2 separate regions of the Gossypium hirsutum genome follow, and region 2 is linked to region 1. The links are chromatin contacts, called in public Hi-C maps. All regions are on one chromosome and are shown on one strand. Each heading gives the region's core, a stretch centred on a gene start, on an enhancer-like site or on the middle of the called end of the contact. The rest is flanking DNA. Distances are from core to core; before and after follow the strand shown.

Region 1 (5,980 bases), core at 3,210-5,709:
AATTTAGTCTTATGAAAAACATAGTATTCATCTCGAAATATAATTTTATAAATAATAACTAAATTATTCAAGCTCATCCAAAACTCATAAAAATAAAATAAAATAAAATAAATATAACTAGTCATATTAAATTAAATATTCTAAAACTTAATGTGATGAAAATAAGATATTACCATAAACCGAAGTTCTAATCACTTTACTCCTTTTCTTCGCCTTTCTCCTTCAAGATGTTCGCTTCGTTTTTAGCTACAATAAGTGCAATTCATTACGAAACAACATAATTTATCCATTCTAAAACTAAAACTAAAACTAATAAAAACAAACTTCAATATGCATGATTATTCATATTGACAACTTAAGTTTTCTAGTCCAAAATTCATATGTTTTTAGACTCAATTATCCGTTTTCAATTTCGTTTTCACTAGAGAACTCACTGCTTCACAAGCTATCATTTAGTACCAATATTACACAAAGTGGCCAATGTTCTCTACTTTCCCTTTAACATGACCAAATATACCAAATAAACTTTTCATCGGTTTTTGTTTCTTTTTCACACTTCTAACAAGCTAGAACTTATCTTCTAATAATTTCCTATAAAAAAATATATCTATTTCACTTAAGTTTTCTAAGCTTCCATCAATTTCCTTTAATGACAACTTTTAAAATACTTGATAAAATAAAAAATTATTGGCATATATGTAAAGCAAGCTTCAAAGATTTAAAATCTATAAAAAAAATTGAAGAAAAACCATATGAAATGGGTTTTCTTTTTTTCCAATCTTTCATGAGAAAGATGAGAAAGAACTTATCATTCCCTCTTTTTATATATATTATAATATTTAATAAATTACTATTATTTTAAATAAAATGTTAAATAATAATTATTTAATGAAAATATCATTTAAAGTCATCATGAAACTTTTGATTTTTTTAATTAATAAAAAATTGTCATTAAATCCTTTCCATCAAAATAAAAATAGGATAATTGCACTTTAGTCTCTATACTTTTCTAACTTATTCAATTTAATCCCTAAACTTGATACTACCACATACTTCTACTAATAATCCTCTGTATTTTCATGTCTGACGGTTTTCTCTAAAAATGACAACAATTTCTTATACTACTATTTATTTATAGATCACTTATTCAAGGACTTCTACCATAAGTATTCTTCTTCTCTTTTTTTTTTAAAAAAAAATGGGGATGTTACAGGTTCAGATCTGTAACGAGAGAGAGTTGCGTTTTAGATCTAGTACGATCCAAACGTTTAATAAAGGAGTCTATCTTAACTAAGTATACATGTGTGTTTGATGATATTTGAGTGACTATATATATTAATTGTAACCAATCGATGGCATGAATGCATTTGGAGTGATAATGGAACGAGATCTATACCTTTTGTTAGGGTTGGCCATAAGTAAGTGTCCCTAACTAAAGTTTACTGTTTTGGTCAAAATTGTGTATATTGCAATTATATGTTTTGTGTTGTTTCGCATGTGTTGTGATGCTAAAACATGTATATTGATTTTGAAAATCCGATTACATGCTAATACATGTCTATTGTTACTGTTATTATTGATAGCATGATAAAAATGCTCACAAATACTGATATACTGAAGCATGATAAATAATGTCCTCTGTTTCTGTTAAATCTGATTGCATGTTAAAAACATGCTTACTGTACTGAATATGCTATTGACACTGTATGCCATATTGCATTGCATTGAGGTTGGGTCGATTATGAAAAGAGGAAGTTCTGTCTGTTTATCTGCATATCTAATGGTTTATCCACATATTTCTTGTAGCTATCTGCACTACTAGTGGCTTGTCCACATATTTCTGGCAGTTTATCTGCAAATATTTGTGGCTTGTCCACAACGTGATGTGTATGGATGGATGAGTTCTGAAGAACTCCTATTGTGGTGTGTAGCCGTGTTGGGTAGGATTTTTTTCTATAATTCAAAAATGCATGGTCATACATGATCATATACATGTATTTTGAAAATTTTGATTTTGTACTATTATGATATTTTGTATAATATATATTTATATACCATTCTAATTACTTGAGTTATGATTCACACTAAGCTTCTTAAGCTCATTCCTTAGTTTACTATCTTTTCAGATAACCAGTGAGGTTAGGATTCAGACTCAACAATCGAAGGAGTATCTCAGATAATTTTTAATAAATGTATTTTTAAACTTAATATTTATACTTTTTGTTATTTAGGATTGACTATGGCATGAGACTTTAATTTGAGTTTATTTTGGCATGCATGACATTTAAGTTTTAAACGGTCTAAACTTTGAAATTGATTTAATTATACAAACAACTTGGTTTTTAATTAAAATCTGTCAAATATCACTTTTTTCGCTACAATATGGAAAATGAGTTTTGAAAAGTAAATAAGTTGGAAATCAACTAAAATTTCAAAAATAATCAACCTTTGCAAAGTATATATATTTAAATTAATTGTTTTATGTTTGAAACTCGTACATTTTTGTAAAACTAAGAGATTCACACAATTCTATATAGAAAGATAAGCAAATGGTTTTAAAAACGTGTTTTGAAATCTAATGGTTTTATTAGGCCATTTTGGTTGTCAATGTAATATTCAGAATTTAGTTATAACGTCTAGGCCGGGTTTAGAAGGTTATACAACCTGAAAGGGTATTTGGGTGCAAGCTAAAAGTTCTTTAAATAGAGAGGAAAAGTGAGTTTCAAGCATTGAAACTATATCTATCACAATAGGGGATCGTCCTTCGACTTACGTGTCCTTATACCTTTGAGCAAAATGGACTGGTTGAACGGAAGCATCGATAGATTGCTACTTTTGGACTCTCTATGCTTGCATATGCCTCCATGCCATTGGCATAATAGTATGAAACTTTCAGCAGTGTTATGTATATGATAAACAAGTTACCTTCCCTTCCTTTAGAAGTCATCTCTCCCTATGAAAAATTGTTTTAAATAAAACCGAACTATTCTTTTCTTCGAGTTTTTGGTTGTTTGTGTTTTCCTATTCTTCGGCCTTATCATGTTAATAAACCACAGTTTTGATCCACACCCTACACATTTCTTGGTCACTCACTAGTTCATGAAGGGAATAGGTATCATTATCATTCGAGTAAAATATACATCTCTTGTCATGTCACCTTTTATGAAAATATGTTTCCATTTCAAACCAACTCAATTACTTCAAATGTCTCTTGTCAGTTGGTGGGTAACTAGCTGAAGAACAAGGCGGCAATATTTCTAGTGATTTAATTTTTTAAGCACCTTTGATAACCCATAATAAAAAGAAAATGAAAGAAATTTTTCAATGAAAAAGTATAGAAAATGATAATTAGATACTGAGCCATTTATCATTTAATATAATATTTTTCAATTCTTTTAAATTTATCCTTTAAATATTTTACCTTTAAAATTTTAAAAATTACATTTGTCAAATAATCTAATTATATTGTCTACTTATTTTTAAAAAAATATCAAATATATTTTATAACCTAAATCTAACACTTATTTTTTAATTTATCAAACAATAATTTAATAAATGAATTTTAGAAGATTTATATATATATTTTTTATGAAACTTTATGCTAAATGTATTTCTTGCCAATTTTAGGAAGTTAGTGGATTTGACTAAAAAGGAAAAATGATATATCATGAAAAATTTATTTAACCTTCTCAAATTTAATAACAGCTATTAAAAAATGTGTAGAAATAGTAAAAATTTCTCTCTAATTTATAAATGGGAAGATAACGTATTCCAATATACTTGAATTTTCGTCTTCTTACATTGACAATAAATTTCATCCTAAATTGAACTAAGACTCAATCAACTTGAATAAAATATCTTTAACTTAATTTAACAAATTAACTCATATGTAAGTATAGTAAGTGGGTGATTTTTGCTCACTCAACTTGATATATCTCTAAATAAGTTGACGTTTATTTGATCCCAAATTAATTATTTATTTACTCCTTTCAAGTTGATTTGAAAAATTAAAGTTACATTTGATTTTGACTTGAATATATTTTTTTATATTTATATTAAAATAAAAATAACTTTTAATTTTAATGATAGCGTTAATTTTTTTAAGTATAAATATATTAGAGTAAATATTAATATAAAATTTATATCATAAATATTTATAATAATCGTTTTGGTGGAACGGATTTTCCCTAAATTCGACACCAACCTAACTCGACTAGTATTTAGAATAAGATCTGCCCCGCCTCCTAAAAGAAAAAAACTGATGAAATTCACTGTATCCAAGTATTGTTTTCTGCCAATTCGTATATATAGTGATCTCTTGGGCAGAAAGGTTTAGGTTTTGTTAATCATCCCATATAAGTAAATTATAATTAATGGGTACTCCATTCCTTGATACGTGTACTCTTCACGTTGACACTTGTCCTCTTTTATTCCTCATTTGTCTTCTCTCGATATCAGAAATAAGAAATCATATCAAAACTATTTCTCTGTTTCCACCTCCACCCAGTATTTTGACGTGGCAATATTCTAATGGTGATCAATGTACATAGTCAACCATCTCTGTTTTGACCAACCAAATGATTTTGCCACGTCATCACTCACAACTTCAACTGTCTCCCTCTGTTCAACACTCAAAGCGCCTACCCGCCTTATCCTCTTTGGTCTTTGCAGTTTTATTCCTTTCTCTCCTAAGTCATATAATTCGGATTCAATTTGGGGATTAGGGTTTGTGGAGTACTTCGTTTTTGGTTTTGTTCGCTCTTTAACTAGAAAAAAAAATAAAAATAAAACATCAATCAATTCCCAGCCATGGAAGGAGACTTACTAGATTGGGAGGTGCTCCACAACTCGGATTCTGACTCTAATTCTATCCTGGTTAACTCGCCGCAGTTGAGGAATCTTGAGGGAATCGAAGGTGATACTGGAGGGATGATAAGGTCTGATTACTTTTCTCTTGATAATCAGAGTATGTATGCGAAGGAAGGGGATGCAAGTGAAGAAGGCTCTATTGAGTCAGATAATCCGAGTTGGATTGATCCCAAGCCGGAGACTCAGTTTAGGAGGAATAATTCGGGTGATTTTTGGTCCGATTCGGGTAGTGATCGGTCAGATGATCGTAAATTAAGTGATTTCTCTGTGAAAAAAGACTTGGAGTCCGCTGAGAATGAGGTTTGTTTACAAGGGATTGGTAAACCGGAAGCTAGGGCTGACGGATTGGGTACATTTAAGCCTGATGGTGCCGAATTTACTGAATTGGATAGGATAAAGGAATTAGATTTTGGTGGGTTTGGCGATATTCAAGATCAGAATAAGGATTTGGGCGAGTTGTGGCCTGATGCTGGCGGAGATGGTTTGGTTTCAATGAAGTTTAAGGATGTTGAAAAAGAGGCTAGCATTGATTTTGGTGATTGTATGGAAAAGGGAGCGGAGATGGAGAATTCAGGCGAGCTTGATAATAGGAATAGCTCAACTTTGGATTTGGGAGTAGGACACGGTACTACGGCTGGTAATGAAGGTTCTACCATTGATGAAATGAAGTTAAGTGCGAAATCAGTTAATGAGGAGGAGAAGAAGAAGGTAGTATGGTGGAAAGTTCCTTTTGAGCTCTTGAGATACTGTGTTTTAAGGGTTAGCCCTGTTTGGTCCTTCTCTGTAGCGGCGGCTGTGATGGGTTTTGTTATATTGGGACGTAGACTGTATAAGATGAAGCGGAAGAGCAGTAACTTGCAGCTGAAGGTTACCATGGATGATAAGGTTAGTTGCTGCTTATTTTTTCTATTATTGTTGTCAATATTTGAAAATTGAATTATCACTTGTCTCAGATTTATTATGTAATCAGATCACGTAAGTTGTCGGTTGTCCCTGCTGCTGCATAATTTAGATCCATTTTTGCTCTAGGGTTCACGTTGAAATTGAATTTCATTCCCTTTTATACAAGACTATTTATGATCCTTTCCATTTTTGTTGCGTCATCTCTTCA
Region 2 (6,419 bases), core at 2,602-5,101, 250 kb before region 1:
TTATTTTTAATTTTCAAGTCTCAAAGCAATCTTACCAACTATTAACATCTTGCAATGTGAGTTTAATGCCAGATACCTCTCTTCAGTGGATGAAAGGAAATAGTGGTTGTCTATTGCTACACCAAGAAAGCAATGCTGACCCCAGGGAAAAGGTACCCAAAATCTGCAGATTTTAAAGCCAACGAATTCGAAATCGGCACCTTCAACATAAATAAAGCATGGCAACCGGCATCTTGGATTGAATATATTATCCTCCTAATAGCATTCAAGTGATGTTGGCATGGATCATTCACACTCTTGTTCAAGGAAAAAAACTCACTCCCAGAGAAAATCCTCAGTCGGATTACAATGTGTCATAGAAGAAAATGAAGTTAACTACAACTGATTGTTTGCTTTGGCAAATCCATTGGAGATAGATTTGTACCCACTCAATTATATACAATATGAGACGTGCTGTTTGATGTTTGCTAAAAGAGAATTGTCTATACACCAGTACAGAAGTTCATAAACTCCACAAGCAAAGTTAGAGGGTTGCCACATGTCTTACTAGGATATAGTTAAGAAAGTTAATTAATGCCTATAATAATTAAATACATGACAATATTCTAGCCCCTTCTGGAGTTTAAAAGCTTCGCTAGCAGTATATGTAGTCCTCAGCTAAAATCCTATCTCATAAAGGGCATATTTTATTTGTGAAGAGAAGGAAAAGGATCACACACATCCAACTTTATATGCATGTTCTTAAAACAATATCATTTTATCAGAATGTCTGTGATCCTATCAACTGTATCTTGCACATGCTGAGAATAACCGTATATTTTTAAGTTACAAGCACAACCAAGCCTCTAGACAACAATCTAAGCAATTCCACTAATTCACGTCTATTAAATCTAGAAGGAAAGCATGCAAGAAAAATCCCAGCCCACACAACAGCAATATTTTGCTCATGACATGTTCTTAAACAGCCTCTTAGATGCTTTTAAGCCATCAGCACAGAAATATAATTAAAATTGGATGCTCCAAAACAAAATTCAACAAATGATCAGATTGGGAGATCAAAGATCACCTAAACTTATGTCAATTCCCACTCCAGTAACCCTGCCTGCCAAACCTACCAGGAAAGCATGCAAAAAAAACAAAAAACCTGGAACTACACAAGCAATAGTATTTTGACAGTGACATGCTCCTAGCTAGCCTCAGACGTATCCTGAATGCTTTTATGCCATCAGCAAAAAGACGTAATTATAATTGGATGCACCAGAACAGAACTCAACAAATGAGAGGATTCAGAGATCAAAGATAACATAAACTTAGTTCATTGATAGCAATTCAAACAAAGTCAATCTAGATACTTTAGCTCTTGTAAGAAAATATTCAAAATAGATAAACTCACAGGATGCAATTAAAATACCATTAGAAAATTACTTATGCAGAAAATGATGCAAGGTAAAAAAGCAAACCTGATTCATAACATCTTTCATCATTTCTCTGGCAATCTCAATTTGCTTCTTATCCCCAGTTACCCTCACTGTCCTTTCTTTTGATCCATCCCCTTCTGGGAGATGTTGAGGTATCAACTAAAAAGATAGTAAATTGTCAGTCCTTGCAGGACCAGTTTTGCAAGAACTCCAACCCTGAAAAAGACAAATAAACATCAACTACCTGAATTCGAGCACCTGACTTCGTTTGCAGTCCTTTTATAGTTTCCCCACCTCTACCAATGATTAAACCAACCTGAAACAGGTAAGGTAACATACACCAGTAGGAATAAGACTAATGCATATTTGAATAAGAATTATGACGCCTGAACTCAAAAAATGATTAACCTTCTCATTTGGAACTTGTATCTCAATTTGATCAGCAGCACCAGCAGCCTGAGTGGTAGCAAGGCCCCTAGCTACTAGGGAAGGAGAACCCCCAGCATCAGCCTGACGCAAATACAAACATTAAGTTAATGCAACAAATGAAGGATATTAATTTTGACAGTAGAGGGGGAAGGGGAGGGACAGGGTAAATAATGAAAGCATGGAGCTAGATATTGATTAAACAAATTTCAGAGACAGCATACAACCTCTGCTATGACAGCATTTATAAGCTTCTCAGCCTTGATTATGCTGCTCAAAGTCCCTATTATTTCTACAGGTCTTGTAGGAGCATCCCGATCAGCATCTGCATCCCTCATGATTTGAATTTTTGCCCCAGAGTTGTATTGCAGATACCTTATAGTATCCCCTGCCTTGCCAATGAGAACGCCAACCTATACAAGCATGCAAGAAATAAAAATCACAGAACAACATGTTCCGCAATTATGAAGAGGGAGTAAGGCATTGCTTGGATTACAAGATATTTTTGGAATGTGTGTACACTGAAAAAGGTAGACGTCACCAAAGAAAGAACAATAAATGCAGATAAAACATTAAAGGTAGTTTAGACACATAATGAGGGGATTTTTATTAAAAAATGTAATTTAATAGATGACATCCACCTTAAGAGAGAAGAATAAAAAGACCTACATTATTGGGAAAAAAAATTTAAAAAAGGATTGTCTATTTGACACGGGACCAAACAGATTATAGTGCAAAAAGGGATTGTTGAAATGTTTGTTGAAGTAACTACGAAAAAATCAACTTCAGTTTACACCCAGTTCAAACAATTTACAATGAGACAGCCTAAAATTTTGGCCAGCATACCTTCGCATTAGGAACCTCCATTTTGCGCGTAATAGTTGTACCATCATCAACCTCCTGCTGAGGCAAGTCATCAGAAGGTTGCTTATTATCCTCTTTAGCAGGTTCTTGACCGTTATCTGCCTCAAAACTCTCAACTTTACCTAACTCAGCATCAGCAGTTTCAGGATTATCTGCAGACTGCCCATCTGTTTCCTCTGCAGTTCCTTCATATTGCTCAGGTTTTACAGTTTCTTCAGCCTCCTTTGCAGGAGAATCACCATCCTCTGCTTGCTTGTTAAGCTCATTTTGCTGCAAACCCTCCTCTTCCTCCTTGGCAGGTTCATGCGATTTCTCAGCTTCAAATCCATTCTCACTGGCTGTTATTTTAAGCATAAAGACCATGGAATCAGAATAGTTAGATATGCAAAGCAATAAAAATATGAACTAGCCATAAACCATGTTTTGTTTTGATATCACTGTTGCTATTTGTTTTTGCTTTCTGCACAAAATTGGAAAGGGAAAAAAAAAACAAGGTGTTCACTCATAGGCTCCATCAAATATTGGCTCTTGATTTTAGCAATTTTTAAACATGTAAAAATAAATGATAGAAAAAGAAAAATTAGTAAAGTAACAACCAAGCGGAGCCTTAATCTTCTCACTTCGTATTCACCTAGCACATAAAACTCGCAATTCCTGAACATCTTCAGTTTTCCAAAAAAGCTGTTTTACCATAGAAAAGTTTCAATTAACCCTAAAGCTACAATCATTTAAGCCCTCAAATCATTTCCTAATATAGTACATAAACCCCAAAAAAAGGGAACATGTTCATTACCCAAGCCATCGGTTTTATCGTCGTCGAGCCTAGGGCGTTTTGCCTCGGACAAATCAGATGGTGCAGCATCGTTATCTTGGGCATCAGGGTCTAAAGCAGAGTCCCGAGGCATGTTGTCGGCATGGGGGTCGTGGGGCTCAACATCCTCGAGTTTTCGCTTAAGATCGGAAGGGACGGGGCTGGGTGCAGGGGCTACGGCCTCTTCCTCCGCCATCAAAATGTACGGAAAAGGAGAAGTAATCTAGGGTTTGGAGAAAAGAGCAGAAATAGCGAAGAAATGGAAGTGTTGGATGAGGATGCTAGTGTGTAAGAGATAAAAGATCGTGTTTGTATGTCATGTATTACATTAGGGTTTAAGGCCAATTTATAGCTGCAAAATATCACATTTCACATTTCGCAATTTCTTTTATTTCTTTGGCCCACTCTCCAGTCTTCTTTTTATTTTCTTGAAAAAAAAAATCTTTAGGTGTGAGAAAATATTTTTGTTTTTCTTTATTTCCCAAAATTGGATTTTTTATATTTAAATTTAAATTATTTTTGTTTTTATTTATCTGTTTTTTAAATTTTAAAAAATAAACTATTTTTTAAAAAGGAAGAAGTTTTCTTTAGTAATTTAAATAAATAATAATAGAAAATAATTAAAAATCAACACCTGTCATTTTTTACTAAATTTTTTTGTGAATCCCTAATTTAAGAAGCTATAAATAGGCAAATAAATTTGTTAATTTTTTGCAATAAACAAAAATAAGTTATGATGTTTGTTCTTTACAGTATATCCTACATAATGGTTGCCAACTTATTGAGATTTGAAGGACATGTAGCCCAAAGTGTAGTTACATTAGAGTATTCTTGTATTACTTAGCTTCGCAACAATATGAGTATAGGTCCACTTGACGAGAGAATCCTGCTTTAATTAAGGGGCATTGATTTCTATCACACAAGTCAAATTGAGAGAGTTACTTACATTTTGTCATTCTTATCCACTCTGATTAAACGATGGAGACCGAAGACCCATATGTTTCATCCCTTATACGGCTAGGCGATAATAAAACTGGAAGATGTAGCATTGCTAACAAGGCTTCTAGAAGACGAGCATATTGTGATGGGAAGCTTTGAATTTAATCTACAAGATAACCTTTATGCAAAGTTCAGAACTGATACAAACCTTTCGGTGGATTTCAAATGGCACCAAGTGAAGTTAGATTAGTTGAAGAAGTGACTTAGGAATCTCCTAGGGAATTCAACATCCATTTAGATCGATTGCCATGCTCGAGCATACATTCTTCACCTAATCGGAGGTGTGTTGATGATAGAAAATCCTGGCAACTTAGTTCATACCTTGTACTTCCCATTTTTATCTAACTTTTAAATTGTTGGTACATATAGTTGGGACCCTGCCATTTTACCTATATAAAGCATTGTGCAAGAGGTGTAAAGTGCGGAGTAAGGAAGTGAATGGATGCCTTGTGATTTTACAATTGTGGAAGTAGTATCAACTTTTGCTCATAGACTTCTACCATCTAAACCTTTTAGCTTCCCACTAGCCAGAAGGTAAGTAGAACCCTAAACCATGAAATCAATGTTTATAGCCTAAATGTCTTATATTTGTAATAACATTATGTAATTTAATAGATAGTCTAAGTAATGTGATTGTACAACATATAGGAAGGTCGATTTGGTATTGATACAATAAGTAATTCATAGGAAATCAAATGATTTGGTATCGATATAGTACTATAGATGTGAATTAAATGTTAAATGAAATATGCGAATTAAGTTTTTATGTTATGTTTGTGAAATCATAAAAAAGATTTTGATATGTGAATGTGAAAGTTGATTAGTAACTATATGTGCTAAAGTAAAAACTATAAGTTATCAAGTTAATTTAAATGATTTTATGTTTTGGAAATAAATTAAAAGTTTAAGTATGTTAGTGAAAGAAACTGTATGAATAAATGTTATTATTAAAAAATAATTAAATTGTAAATATATAAAAATGGTAAGATTGAATTCAATTGAGTACTTACTAAGTTATTCATGTAGTTGAACACATTTATTTTTAAAACGTGCAGGTAAAAGATAAAGTTAAAAATGAATCAAGGATTGTAACTTCAATTTGGATCACATCACTCAGCAATCTCCAAGGACAAGTTTTGGTATAAAAATTTTGGACTTTAGAATGGCATGTACTTAAGTTTAAATATGGTATTTGTATGTGCGTCCTAGTGGAAATACTTGATAAATTTTTTAATATTATGTTAGCTTAGTGACTTGGTTAATTTAGCAACTTAATGACTAAATATGACACATATTGCTCTAGTTATCGATTTAACTTAGGTGAGGGGTGTTACATTTGCAAACTTTATGCTCATTTCCTTAAGCTATATATTAGGTAGGTTGCACCATGTAGATGATTTCTTCAAGATAGCCATTTAGAAACACTGTCTTGACATCCATTTTTCAGGTCTCATAATCGAGAGCTATCGCAATGGATAAACAAAGCGAATCGACTTGACCATCGCTACTGGAGAGAAGGTTTCCTCGTAATCAATACCTTTTTTTGTGTAGCTTTTTGCCACAAGTATGGCCTTATAGGTTTCAACCTTTCCTTCCACATTTCTCTTTCTTATAGATCCACTTTGTTAAGAAATGTGCTTATCTTATAGTAAACATGAAACTACTTTCTATGTATTTGAATGATGGATAAATGAATAAAGTTAATTTCACATTTAACTATTATATCTTTTGTGTTTGTCTTTCATGTTTTACATACATAGCAAAATTGTGACAAGCAAATATTATTTCATTGATTTTTTAAGTTTGAACTGATGATGAGTGGCACTGTAAGAATGTTTACACTACGAGAAAGACAACTTACTTTAGTAGATAATATAAACGAGTTCGTAATCCCGTAAAAG

Evidence for each region. A called contact is a pair of places that touch in the nucleus more often than the background predicts.
Region 2: a Hi-C map of leaf shows a contact between it and region 1, with 1.9 times the contacts expected there. The contact joins the promoter of LOC107939038 here to the promoter of LOC107895064 in region 1. A contact is called at or near these places in 3 of 34 Hi-C or Micro-C datasets (hypocotyl, leaf and seedling).

Annotation. Positions count from the first base shown.
Region 1 is chrA13:81,638,778-81,644,757 of Gossypium_hirsutum_v2.1, reverse strand. It overlaps LOC107895064, which reads left to right and starts at 4,459. Exons shown (of 2, transcript XM_016820273.2): 1 at 4,459-5,754. The coding sequence starts at 4,810.
Region 2 is chrA13:81,892,276-81,898,694 of Gossypium_hirsutum_v2.1, reverse strand. LOC107939038 (far upstream element-binding protein 2) reads right to left here and starts at 3,851. Exons shown (of 7, transcript XM_016872324.2): 1 at 3,502-3,851; 2 at 2,691-3,046; 3 at 2,072-2,257; 4 at 1,827-1,928; 5 at 1,663-1,734; 6 at 1,461-1,577. The coding sequence starts at 3,715.